Linked DNA regions of Mus musculus: region 1 is linked to region 2. Evidence: chromatin contacts called from public promoter capture Hi-C data. All regions are on one chromosome and are shown on one strand. The core of a region is the stretch at or near the end of the contact, and the rest is flanking DNA. Distances in the headings are between cores, read along the strand shown. Region 1 has its middle 52 kb from the start of Gm5420. Region 2 overlaps 1700020N01Rik (RIKEN cDNA 1700020N01 gene).

Region 1 (6,005 bases), core at 793-3,292, 120 kb before region 2:
TTTGTACAGAGCACACGGGCTAATACAGATATGCCACTAATGCAGGGACCCAGAAGTTCGTGATTGTAAGCAGGCATGTGTTCCTCATTTCCTCCCAGCAATGACAAGACTTCTCCATCAATCGCCTGCTAGAAGCAGGCATGAGGACTTATGTGAAATAAAGCAGCTGGTATGTAACATCTGCCTTTTCATGTTCGAAAGCACTTTGAAGTAATATTTTCTCCATACTCTTTAGTTGGATGGAACATTCATTCACAGAGGGGTTTCAGAAAATGCATTCCATCCCAGAGTTGTTCTGGTCTCTGCTGAAGAAATAAATCTTCTAAGCTGTGAAACTGATTGCCAACCATCACCCTTTAAAACAGAAGGAGGTTTCAACTCATTTTAAGTAATTCTACTAAAATCTCAAGGTATTAGCTAGTGGTCTGTATTATCTGCTGAAAGAAGAGATAAACATTTTGCCTCTGGTATCCAAAGAGTATAGAATAACATAATATATTTTCAGAAGCTATAGCATGTTCTTGGTCGGTTTCCTAGGGATACAGAATCGAAATGGACTAAGTTGACATCCATCTGTGGTACTAAGTAACCTTGGCTCTGGTCTAGGGCTAGAGGAGCTGGGAACAAACAGAGCATTGCATTCAGTCTGGGGAGGCAGACCATAAGGAAGGAGCTCACTTTGAAATTTCTAACCTATAGACTGACTTATTCCAAGTTGCAAAGAATAATTACCAAGGTTTACTCTAAATATACCATACCGAGTTTCACAATACTTAATCGTGGCCACATATGGGCACTTTCCCATGGCAGTTCCCATCTACAGTTGTAATTGATTTTCCCCAGAGGTACAGTCCTGTCCCAGGGTCATATTTGACCTTATTTCACAGTCGTGCCACCATCTGTAATGATGCTCAGAAAAAGCAGCCAATTGGGAGGTTTGTTTTCTGTTCCCTGTTAAGTGTTCTATCAGGCAGTGAAAGCAGTTTGAACTGGTTGGGGCATTACATCCCTTCTCTGGAGTCGACCCAGGGTTAATGGATACTCAGTTAGCTTGCAAGACTGCAAACTGATACCTGTGTGTACCAGCCAAAATGACATCCTATTTTTTTTTCCTTGTGGTGCTATTCATGTTTAGATTGTAATATAACGCTAGGAGGAAATTCTGCTGCAATACTTTTCATTTGTCTTTGGAAGAGCAGGCGGTTTGTGTATGCTGATGGAGGGGGTCCTTGCTACTTTGTTACTTTGTTGTTTTGAGGAAAATAAGGAGAAAACAGCAGCAAAAATTAAATGGGGGTGATCTGTTTTTAATTTCTATATATTTAATATCTATTTTCCTTTTGTATCTTGACGATATTTCACAGAGAACTCTACCTCCTCCGACCCCCACCCCCACCCCTAAATCCTATCATCAATGAAGAGTACATTACCGCTGGGGTCAGAATTAATTTGGCAGGTGTGTCCTGGGTTTGGTTTAGTTTTTTTCATCTTCTTTTTCCTGCTCATGTAAAATACTTTCTTAAAGAAAGATACTTGCTAAGTTTGAGCTTCACCTAAGCCAGCTAATTACTTACGAACTACGGCCTTGGCAAGAGTTGATAAAAAGAGTACCATCCATGCCGATCAGTGAAGAAATGGGTTCCACTTTGCTCATGCCAATGTTACTCCCTCTGAATAACACTGAACAACTCCCAGGAGCAAAAGTGGTACAAACTGTGTAACAGGCTGTGGAGAGGTGCCTTCTGATTGGATTGGACCAACAATAAAAATAAATAAATCAGGAAAGCAACTCTTCAATTTCCGATGACCTCCAGATGTCAGATTTTAATGCCAGTAAATAACAAGCAACTTGCAAAAGAAACTGTCTTGCAGTAAAGACAGTGACAGCAAAGCCCCTAGTTTCTTGGAAGCTTGTGAGTGCCAGGAGCACAGGACTTGGTTTTGAAATCCGAATCACATATTTGAGACAGCTAGTGTTCCCAACTTGAGCCTCTTGGCAGCTGTGCTAGCTGAGAGTGCACATAGCATTGGCGGATGGGAGCAAACAAGTTTGGGGCTAGCAGCACTCTTCACAGCGGCCAGTCAAGTGGCTGCTTCCAAAGGGTACATGACAGGGCAGTGCCAAGAGAGAGAAGGCACAGGCTGAGAGGGAAGAACCTGGGCCTTTCAGGGAGGTTGCTGTGTTGAGTGGCTTTTCGTTTTTGTTTTTTTAATATACAGGAGTATTTTCACTGAAGTCTTTCAGGGACAGAATGCCAGCAGTAAAGATCAGGTCAACTGGGATACAGGCAAAGGCTTGACAAGCATCTCTGCCTACACCCCATCTCCCCTTGACCTCTCTGCCTTGTATAGCCACTGTCTTTTGAAAGAGACTATATTCACCTGGAAGGGCAACAATGATAGAAACACACAACCCAAGGAGAAACCCAGCTCACAGGACAACTGGGAACACCTCTGCTTTTGTTCTGTCTTTCAAGTTCAAGAAATTCCTAACAGGAAACTATGTTTTGGTTGGGGTTGCCATTCAGGCTTCGTCCAATAAGATCACAGCTTTCATTGGCCACTTAGGTATGAGTTCACAATCTGACAGTGCTTTGTGGCACACACTATTTCAAATAAATGCTTTTGTTCATACGTGTGTGAAGGGGTCAAGAATCAAAGAGTGAGAACAATTTGTGTGCTTTCCCATAGTATAGCTGACCTACCTTCCATGTGTGGACATTTTAAAAAGGCATGGTAGCCTAGTCTGAAATGTTAAGCATGTATTAGACTGGACACATTCTTTATAGTCATCTTTCCAGATCACATAAAGGAATACGCCTCTCGTAAAATTATTTCCCAAGCAACCATATCTGCTTTTAGGAGCTACAAAAGCCTTGCTTGGCTGTCCATGTTCACCATCCAACCTTGTGCTTGGGATGTCTGCGCTCCGCCAGCCAGTTCAAATCAGGAGCAAGATGCACTGGAACCGGGCTCTGTTCTGCCAAGCAGATAATCCCCTAATGTCCAGTCAGCAATTCCATCCTCACATCCACAGTCAGACTGACCTTCCGAGGCAGGAGGTGCTTGAAGTCTGTGCAAAACATAACCACCTCAGAGATTCAGGAGGTCCTGCCTCCGGTATCATCCCTGTCTCCATCACTGACTGTAGTCCCCAGCTTGCTTTTGCAGTGTCAGGCCCGCGTATCTGTGACGCTTCAAAGTGATGTTTCCTTCTTAAAACATTCAGAGTTAGGACAAAATTTGCATAATTCTATTAGAAGGCTTACACCTCAGCTTTGGGCAAAAATATTTGAGAAAATGCGATTTGCCGGGGACGAGCGGTCTTATCTTTTGGTCCAGAAGGTACTTCCCAGAACTAAGCTTGTTAACGTTAGGGCGGCTGGCTAAGTACCAGGGACTGAACACTGCTAGGTGCGAAGGGTTGATTTTATCCTCACTCCGTCTGCCGTGGGTTGAAGCCGAAGATCAGGAAGGATTTTCTGTTTCACCGTGTTGCAGATATGAAAACTGGAGTCGGGTACAGGGGTGGCTGCACAGCTGTGTCTCTGTAGGTTTTTACACAATGTATCGGTTCCTCTCAACCTAGGGCAGTTTATTTTGGTGTCATTACAGAACCCGAGGAGATTGTCCCTAGATGAAATGAATCTGAGGGCTTGTCATCATGTCTATTTTGATCAGATGCCCTGCCTATCTTTCACAGGCCGAAGGCCAGTCTGGCATATGTTTCTTAGATTCAGCTTCTGGGGGGGGGGTACTTAACGAACCAGACACCTTCGGCTGGGTAAATGTTACCAGACCGACTGTAATTAAAATGTCCTCCGTGGGTCACATGAGGCTCTGCTAATCGGTCGGCTGCTCCAGGAGCCAAGAACTTCATGTTCAGATGTTGGAATGCTGGGGGCAAGTGTGAGCCTCTCTGCCTCCCCAAAGAGCACACAGCCTCCAGTCCAGAGCCATCCTGAACCCCAGACTGGCACATGTCCCACCCAGAACCACCCTGACACATGACTTCATTTTTATTCCCTAGTGACCTGAAAGGCCTGAATAAATAAATAAAGGGACAATTTAATTTTTGAAATAACATAGATCTTCTAAGTATTGTAATAGCAGAAAGAGCTTTTCTTCCTACATGATTCAATGAGTATGAAAGTCTGCATGGACTTATTGCATGGTATATGTTTATGCTATTACATGGCATATGTTTATGTTAGTGCATGGTATATGTTTATGTTATTGCATGATATATGCTTATGGTATTACATGGTATATATTTATGGTATTACATGTAATATGTTTATATGTCTATTACTATAGAACTTTTCAGTGGGACTGTTGTCATGGTACCCAGTGGCATTTCCCACAAACAGTCTTTCCTGCCTATTTGTGTACAAAGTTCTTGTTTTTCAAAATATAATATTTATGTGGGCCCTACCTGTATTTCATATCTAACTTAAAGCCTTTTCCAGGTGGCTCTGTGATTTCTCTATCACTAGTGGGCTTACATTGCAGTCCCTTTATGTCTGACAAGTGACCTTTAAGATGCTTTCATCTGTCTTGACAGCAGACTCCAGATTAACCCTAACTAATTTAGACAATTTGCTAAATATCTAACTAGATGAAGGAAATTTATTCACCAATTAACTAAAGAGATTTAGAGAAAGTTTTCATAAATTCATTTCTAGTTATTTAACTGTATACACATATCTTAGATATATTATTTTAATTTACATTATTTAAATTTATACACTTTGTGCATATACTTCGGAACACTTTTCTATGGACTTTAAAAGGAGAGTTTTGTCTCCCTGTTAGTTTCTCTGGGACAATGCAGGGCTCTCCTTGTACCCAAGTGCTTTGCAGTGCTATGGCCTGTGGTTCAGTAAAATTCTCATGTCAGGGTGGTTTGGAAAGAAACACACTCAGCACTTCAGACTGATGCCTGAGATCTGTGACCTTCTTACATAACGCACAGGAGAAGCTATGGTTCTGTACCTAGCCACAAGGCAAAAATGTGAGATGTTCAGCCAAAATTGCCACCTGAGGACACACAGAACAAAGAAACACAAGTCCTAATCAGATTAGAGCTAATGAACCAGACTCTGGCCTGTTGTGAACTCCAGAAACACTAAGTCATTCCAGCGAACAAACAGGGGAGCCAGACCTTGGAGAACAAAACGTTTTCTTAATTACTTGCGTTCTTTTCACAGCTGTAATTACAAGATAGTTTCCACTGTCTGTTACAACTTGCTTCCTGCGAGGCTATGTCCCTAAACCATAGCCTTTTCTGTTCTCTAGCATAGCTGTGAGCAGCAGATGGAGAAAGTTCAGCCTGCTGTCTAGGAATCAAGGATAATATCTTAAGACCTCACAAGGACTCAGATAAGAGAGGTTGCTCAAGGCTGTTTTTTTCATTTAATTTAGGAACTGGTGGCTAGGTATCAAACAGAAGCACAATATCAGACACGGTGCCTACAAGAGAGTGTCAGAATCCTCCCAGTTAATAGATATCTGTTTACCCTTTACTTCTAAAGATGAATATTTAAGACAGCTTTCCTCCTAGATGATTACCAAAACAGTACATGCCTTTTCACTCAGAGATGTCCCAGCCTCAACACCCTGGGGTGCCAGCTATGGCAAGTTCATAGAGACACTCTCCTCTGAGGCTTCATCCTGTTTCAGTTGCAGAATCATATTGCACTATAATCCTCTGCAGTTTTAATCATACTTCAAGTTCTTCCCATTATCTACTATTCTTCCTTTTAAAAAAGGGTCCGCACAGTATATTGATACATGTGATGAATTGTCAGACATTATTCTTGGATGTAAAATTTTACTGTTTTTCCAGCTTTGAGCTGCCACTGCTGGTGGCAGGCTGACTGAAGCTGCTGTCCCTCACTTGGAGTTGGCTCTCTCCCCAGTGTGTGCTGTTTCCTTTAGGGGGGGTCAGGCTCTTTTGCATTTGTCTAAGAATAAAGGATCATACCTTAAGACCTCACTTGGAC
Region 2 (5,878 bases), core at 56-2,555:
CTCAAAAAAAAAGTACAATTTCAACCTTGCATCACACCCAAACTCTGCACTGGTTCTCCATCTAGAATGCTTAGCCCCGACCTTCAGCTGACCCCTGGCATCATTTTACAGCTCCCCCTGCTTGGCAGGCGATCTACCTACCGTGTCTTCTCCCATCGTGCTCTGTAGCAGTACCACACCCTTTCTGTTCTCATCTTTCTATCCACGCTACACAGTCACTGTATCCCCTTAAATAGCCAGGTCAGTGTAAAGGGGATGAAGCTGCTACAAGTAAGGATGGTGGTGTTGGTCTTCCACTATTCATGGCCCTATGCAGTGTCCTCTCTTCACCAGATTTCACAGTCACCACAGTACTCTAGGTATTAACAGGTGACTCTCAAAGTGAGGATATAAAAGAAGTGGAGGCATCTTGCCTTGTCAACTTAGGTTAGGAAGAGGCCATGAGGTCACATAAGCCATTCTGTATGGAGAACTTTATTTTTGGAGGGGCAGGGGGACAGGATCTCAATGTTAAGTTCAGGCTGGCATGAAATTCACTATGTAGACCAGGCTAGCTTCAAACTCACAGACACTTGCCTCACCGACACCTAACGGCTAGGACTCAAGGCATGCACCACCCTGACTGGTTTTACACAAGCCACTCCGTGGAGAAGACCACAGAGAGGAATGAGGACCCCTGGCACACACTAGTATACAAGGCAAGTGACAGAACCACCTTGAAAGGGGAACCCAGGAAAATCACTTAAAAAAAAAAAAGATTTATTTTATGTGTATGAATACACTGTACACTGGAGCTGTCTTCAGACACACCAGAAGAGGGCATCAGATCCCATTACAGATGGTTGTGAGCCACCATGTGGTTGCTGGGAATTAAACTCAGGACCTCTGGAAGAGCAGTCAGTGCTCTTAACCACTGAGCCATCTCTCTAGCCCCTGTATCCAAATTTCTAATTGAGATAGCTGTGTTCTGATAGAATTCTCATTTTATGATTGCTGTAATTCTATATGTGTGCACACAAACACAGACACACAGGCACTTACATATACACATATCAGAAACATGGGGAAATCTGGGGTGTGGGGTTCTCAGCACATGGCAACAGAACCTTGAGTTAGTCATCAGAGCTGTTTACAAATACTCCTGTTGCTCCTCTGGACACATCCTAGAAGTCAGCTGCCACACCCCTTTACTTTTAAACCAAAGTGTGGTCACTTGCTTTTGACAATGGCGTAGATGTGAAGAGACAGCGCATGTGCAATGCCTGGCAGTGTTCAAGCTAGCACACACTTCACTAAGTTTCCTTTTGACTCTGGGGCCCTGAGAGGCTGAGCAGAGTTTGCTGCTGATGTGCATGAGGCACGAACACAGGAGAATGAATGCTTGCTGTATAAAGACAATGAACTTAGAAAAAGCATACTGCTATCTAGCTTCTCCTAACAGACACCGCTATAATAATATCCTAGCTAATTAAGAGTACATCTCCTTAGGTTTAGAAGTCCCTGGTATCCTGTAAGGAATACTTGAGAGAGAGAGAGAGAGAGAGAGAGAGAGAGAGAGAGAGAGAGAGAGAGAGAGAGTGATGTCATCTACAGAGTTAAACAAGCATTTCTGATGTCTGTGTCATCCTGGGCATGAATTCCAGTGCTAGGAGAAGCAGCTGGAGATGCCTGCCTTTGTTTTCATTCTCTAAGTGGGAGATCAATAGTTGGCCGAGGACTGCACTTTCATTTTCAGTTTTAAAACTTGGACTAAATTTAGAGTATACTTTGAATCTCTGAGCATCCTCTGGACTACTAAAGGCTACAAACTAGGCAGAATACTACCTAAGTGTGAATGTTCAACATTACTTGAAAGATATAATAAAGTGTATGTTCTCTTGGTGGTGGTAAAATAAAATTATGAAATGTTTACAAGAAATTAACATCATTATATTTCTTCTCTCATCACTATATATTAACTAATAAGTATGTTATGACAGGTCACTATTGTTAATTTCCTATTAACCTAGGTAACTTGTATAGTGTTGACCTAGAAAAAAATGGCAGAATTCTATTTATGTTAAAATGGGTTTTTTTTAAGAGTTTTTGTATAGTATTACATAATTTTATATACCTGTGTGTGTGTGTGTGTGTGTGTGTGTGTGTGTGCGTGCGCACACACACATGTACGCATGTGTTCAAGTAAAGAAAGAAAGGTTAGGGGCTGGTGAGATGGCTCAGTGGGTTAGAGCACCCGATTGCTCTTCCGAAGGTCCAGAGTTCAAATCCCAGCAACCACATGGTGGCTCACAACCATCCGTAACAAGATCTGACTCCCTCTTCTGGAGTGTCTGAAGACAGCTACAGTGTACTTACATATAATAAATAAATAAATCTTTAAAAAAAAAAAAAAGAAAGAAAGGTTAGACAGGGTCTCACTATATAATCTAGGATGGCCTCAAATTCTCTTGCCTAACACATATTGCTGACAGATAAGATTATGATCTTGAGTCACCATGCCTAGCACACATCTTAAATAAAAGCCTTATGAAAACTTCTCAAGTGTTTCAACACTGTACCTGTTGACCTATTGCTACAGAGGGGAATTACAAAGGAAGGCAAACATGCTAAACAACAGAACAGGATACTGTGGGTGTCATCCATATGCCTATATCAGTCTCCTTATCTACATCTTTTTGGAAAACTTGCAAGACCCCTTAGAAACTCTTAGCACTCTGAAGACTCGCTGAGCTAGGCCTTGCTGGTTCAGACTGCTTGGTATAGTTTGCTTTTCTGTTGCTATGATGATGTACTGAGACCAAAAGCAACATGAGAAAGAAGTTTACTTGGCTCACACAGCACATGACAGTCCATCACAGAGTGGAGCCAAGGCAGGAGCTCAAGGCAGGAGCTTGAAGCACAAACCACAGAGCAGTGCAGCTTACTGGCTTGCTCTTCACAGCTTCCTCGTCATGCTTTTTGACACGAACCAAAGCCACCTACCCAGGGATGCCAGAGTCCACGGTGGACTGGACACTCCAACATCAAGAAAATTCTCTACAGACGTGCCACAGGCCAGTTTGATAGAGACAAGTTTTCAATTGAGATTCCTTCTTCCCAGGTGAGTCTAGCTGATGAAGACTTATCAACACACTGCAGTAATACAGTTATAATACAGATACTTGAAGAGAAGATACTCATTTCTCAAAGTTTTGGGGTTGGAAATCCAGGATCATGGTGTTGCCATGGTCAGGTTCTGGTGACTAATTCCTTTCTGACTTTTAAGCAGCTGTCGAAAAACTGTATATACAAATAGTTTTTCTTTGATGGGTATGTGGAGACAGAAAACCTCTTGTCTCTTTAAGCCAACTGATCCAACCATGAAAGCAACATCCTTATGACCTAATTTAAGCCTGAGCACTTCCCAAAGGCTCCATCTCTGCACACCATCACAGAGAGGGGCAAGGCTCAAGCACATGCATTTTGGAAGGGAACACAGACACTCAGCCTCTAAGTACATGATGTATCACAGAGCTCTCTGAGAAAGTTTTACTCAAGGGTGACTTTTGCCAAGGGTACAGCAGCCTGTTCTTAGTTACAGAAAGGAAACATGGCCTTGACATGAGCAGTGAGAGTATTAGGGAAGAGTGAGGGCTGCAGATGTTTGAGGCTAGGGGAGACAGTGTAAACTATTCACCTTAGGGAGTGGGAGGACTTCAGGGATTTAAAGTGGGGCCAGTCAAGCCAATTTTCTCCTGCTCCATTGAAGCCTCTAGGTTAAGACTTCAGACAGGTAGATTTCAATAAGGAGGGCTGTGGCTTCACCACAATAAGTCCACTTTTCAGAGGTTTAATCTCATCTGAGTCAGCAGTCATGCTAGAACACTAGTTACAGAACTGTTAGTGTATGCCCAGAGCCACGCTGTGAGCTCGGTGCTCATTTACTCTCCATCACCCTTGGCAGGGACAGCAGGCCACTTCTGTTACTGCTTTAGAGATTAAGAAACTGAAGCTAAGCTTAACTGCCTTCGCACAAACACGTACATCTACCATCAGAATCATCTGAGAGTTGAACCCATCATCTTCAGCCAGCATTCAATCTAGGGGAAGAGTTGGTAGAATTTGGGCACACTATGCAGCTTATGGGCACCCTCTACAGTCCTAGATAGGCCAAGGGTTACTTTTATTTACAGTAACTAAATAATTAACATTGGTTACCAAATTGGTAGAGTCAAGAACTCGAGGATAACAGATATTCCAGTGTATGTGAGTGCATCAGTCATATGTGCTCTAGTTAAATGGCTGTAACTGCAGGGCAGAATAATCCTGTGACGTGGGGATGACCCACAGTGACCATTATGACTCCACAGTCACGCTGACTTCCTAAAGATTCCATCTTCAAAGATATCTGGAAAACAAGTTTTGGGCTTTGGATGTTAGGGCCCACAGTAAGCAACATAAGTGAAAGGGGAGTTCAGATGCCAGAGTTTCTGAAATATTCCTAACAGAAACAACTGGAAGGCCTTCTCCAGGCATTACCACCAAGCTCTTCCAACCCCAGGCTCTTGGAGGTTTTTGATTTGTTTTTTAATTCTTTTGAGTTTCACCTGTTATAAGTTTTATCCTGTTCTTTTGTGGTTTCAAGAGCCTCCACTAGGAAGAAACCCAGAAACCGCTTCTGGAAAAAAATGACTACCAACTTCTGCTCAAGTATTACAGGAATCTGCATATTCTGTGTTGGCCTACTATGTGTCAGGCTTGGCTAAGCCACTTTGCAAATATGATCTTGCGTTTTCACTTCACCCCAATGAGGTGGCTTTAGGGATCTTGAACATATTATCCAAGAGTTCTCTCCTGAGAGAGGTGCTGGCTGGGATTCTAACCCACCTCCTGAGGAGCAACAACCTCCATGAATTAGCAAAAGAGAACTGCTTCAGTCAGCTCATTTGTTCTCTTTCTCTCTTCCTTCCCAACTTGTGTGTGTGTGTGTGTGTGTGTGTGTGTGTGTCTTTGTGTCTTTCTGTATCTGTCTGTCTGTCTGTGAATATCTGTATGTTTGTGTCTCTGTGTGTCTGTCTCTCTCCGTGTGTGGTGTTCATCTCTATATGTATCTAGCCAAATCCTCCTTTATAAATGACCCAACTTTTCAATAAAAAAAATGTGCTTCAAGTTTATTTTATTCTTGTTTTTTTCTAAATCAGGAAACAAAACTTGGCTGTCCACTAGCATTCTCCTAAGCATAGTGTAGGTTACAAATGAGACTAAGAACAATAATGCTGATTTTTTTTCCTGCACTTAGTGGACCATCTTCTCAAACAGCTACGGCAGCCTAGCATGCTGCTAGGCCATGAAGAATTGCCAGGTGAGGCTTGTTGGGCTTTAGAGAGAGCTCACCCTCCAAACAGCAGAGGTGTTAACAAATGCGCCCGTGTTGCTGGGGTGGCACTGTCCTCGTGACTGATGAGCCTCCTTCCCATCTCATTCTTCAGCTGTCACTGCTTATACTAGATGCTCCATAAATGTCCGTGGCAGCTGAATCTCATGGTGGGGGAGGGTCTTCAGATGGATGTGAATATATACCAGTGCTCTCTGGCTTCAACATAACATCCACGCACCACACAGATCAGAGAATTTATGTTCTCCTTTAGAGAGAAAAAGGCCATGGTGCCTTAAAGATAGTAAAATATTTTCTAGAAACCAAAGATGATAATCTTCAGTTCAAAGCTGCTTTATTGGAGCAGCCTTTTTATAAGCCCAGAGAGTGCTCACTCCAGTTTATCTTGGGCTACTCATTGGTAAAGGAGCTCTAGCAACAACTGGTTTCTTGACCAGTTTTTGTCAAGCCTTAAGACACTGTGTAGGGTGCCAAGAACATGCATTCTCCACACTGGGGAAGTCA

The links. Capture Hi-C pulls out chosen DNA fragments and counts their contacts.
Region 1: a promoter capture Hi-C map of adipose tissue shows a contact between it and region 2. The contact joins two enhancer-like sites. A contact is called at or near these places in 5 of 484 Hi-C or Micro-C datasets (the N1E-115 cell line, epidermal suprabasal cells, nephron progenitors and 2 more), 2 of 115 datasets of contacts at active chromatin or transcription factors (both in embryonic stem cells) and 2 of 9 other capture datasets (adipose tissue and pancreatic islet).

The regions. Positions count from the first base shown.
Region 1 is chr10:21,739,553-21,745,557 of GRCm38.p6, reverse strand. No RefSeq gene overlaps it. Among named protein-coding and RNA genes, the nearest start is that of Gm5420, 52 kb to the right of the region's middle. Within about 2 kb of position 2,042, at least 13 of the 459 cell types and tissues checked have an H3K27ac peak or open chromatin away from gene starts, as enhancers often do. A contact at or near this core is called in adipose tissue, where this site is marked.
Region 2 is chr10:21,614,713-21,620,590 of GRCm38.p6, reverse strand. All of the region lies in intron 2 of 1700020N01Rik (RIKEN cDNA 1700020N01 gene), which reads right to left. Among named protein-coding and RNA genes, the nearest start is that of 1700020N01Rik, 25 kb to the right of the region's middle. Within about 2 kb of position 1,305, at least 53 of the 459 cell types and tissues checked have an H3K27ac peak or open chromatin away from gene starts, as enhancers often do. A contact at or near this core is called in adipose tissue, where this site is marked.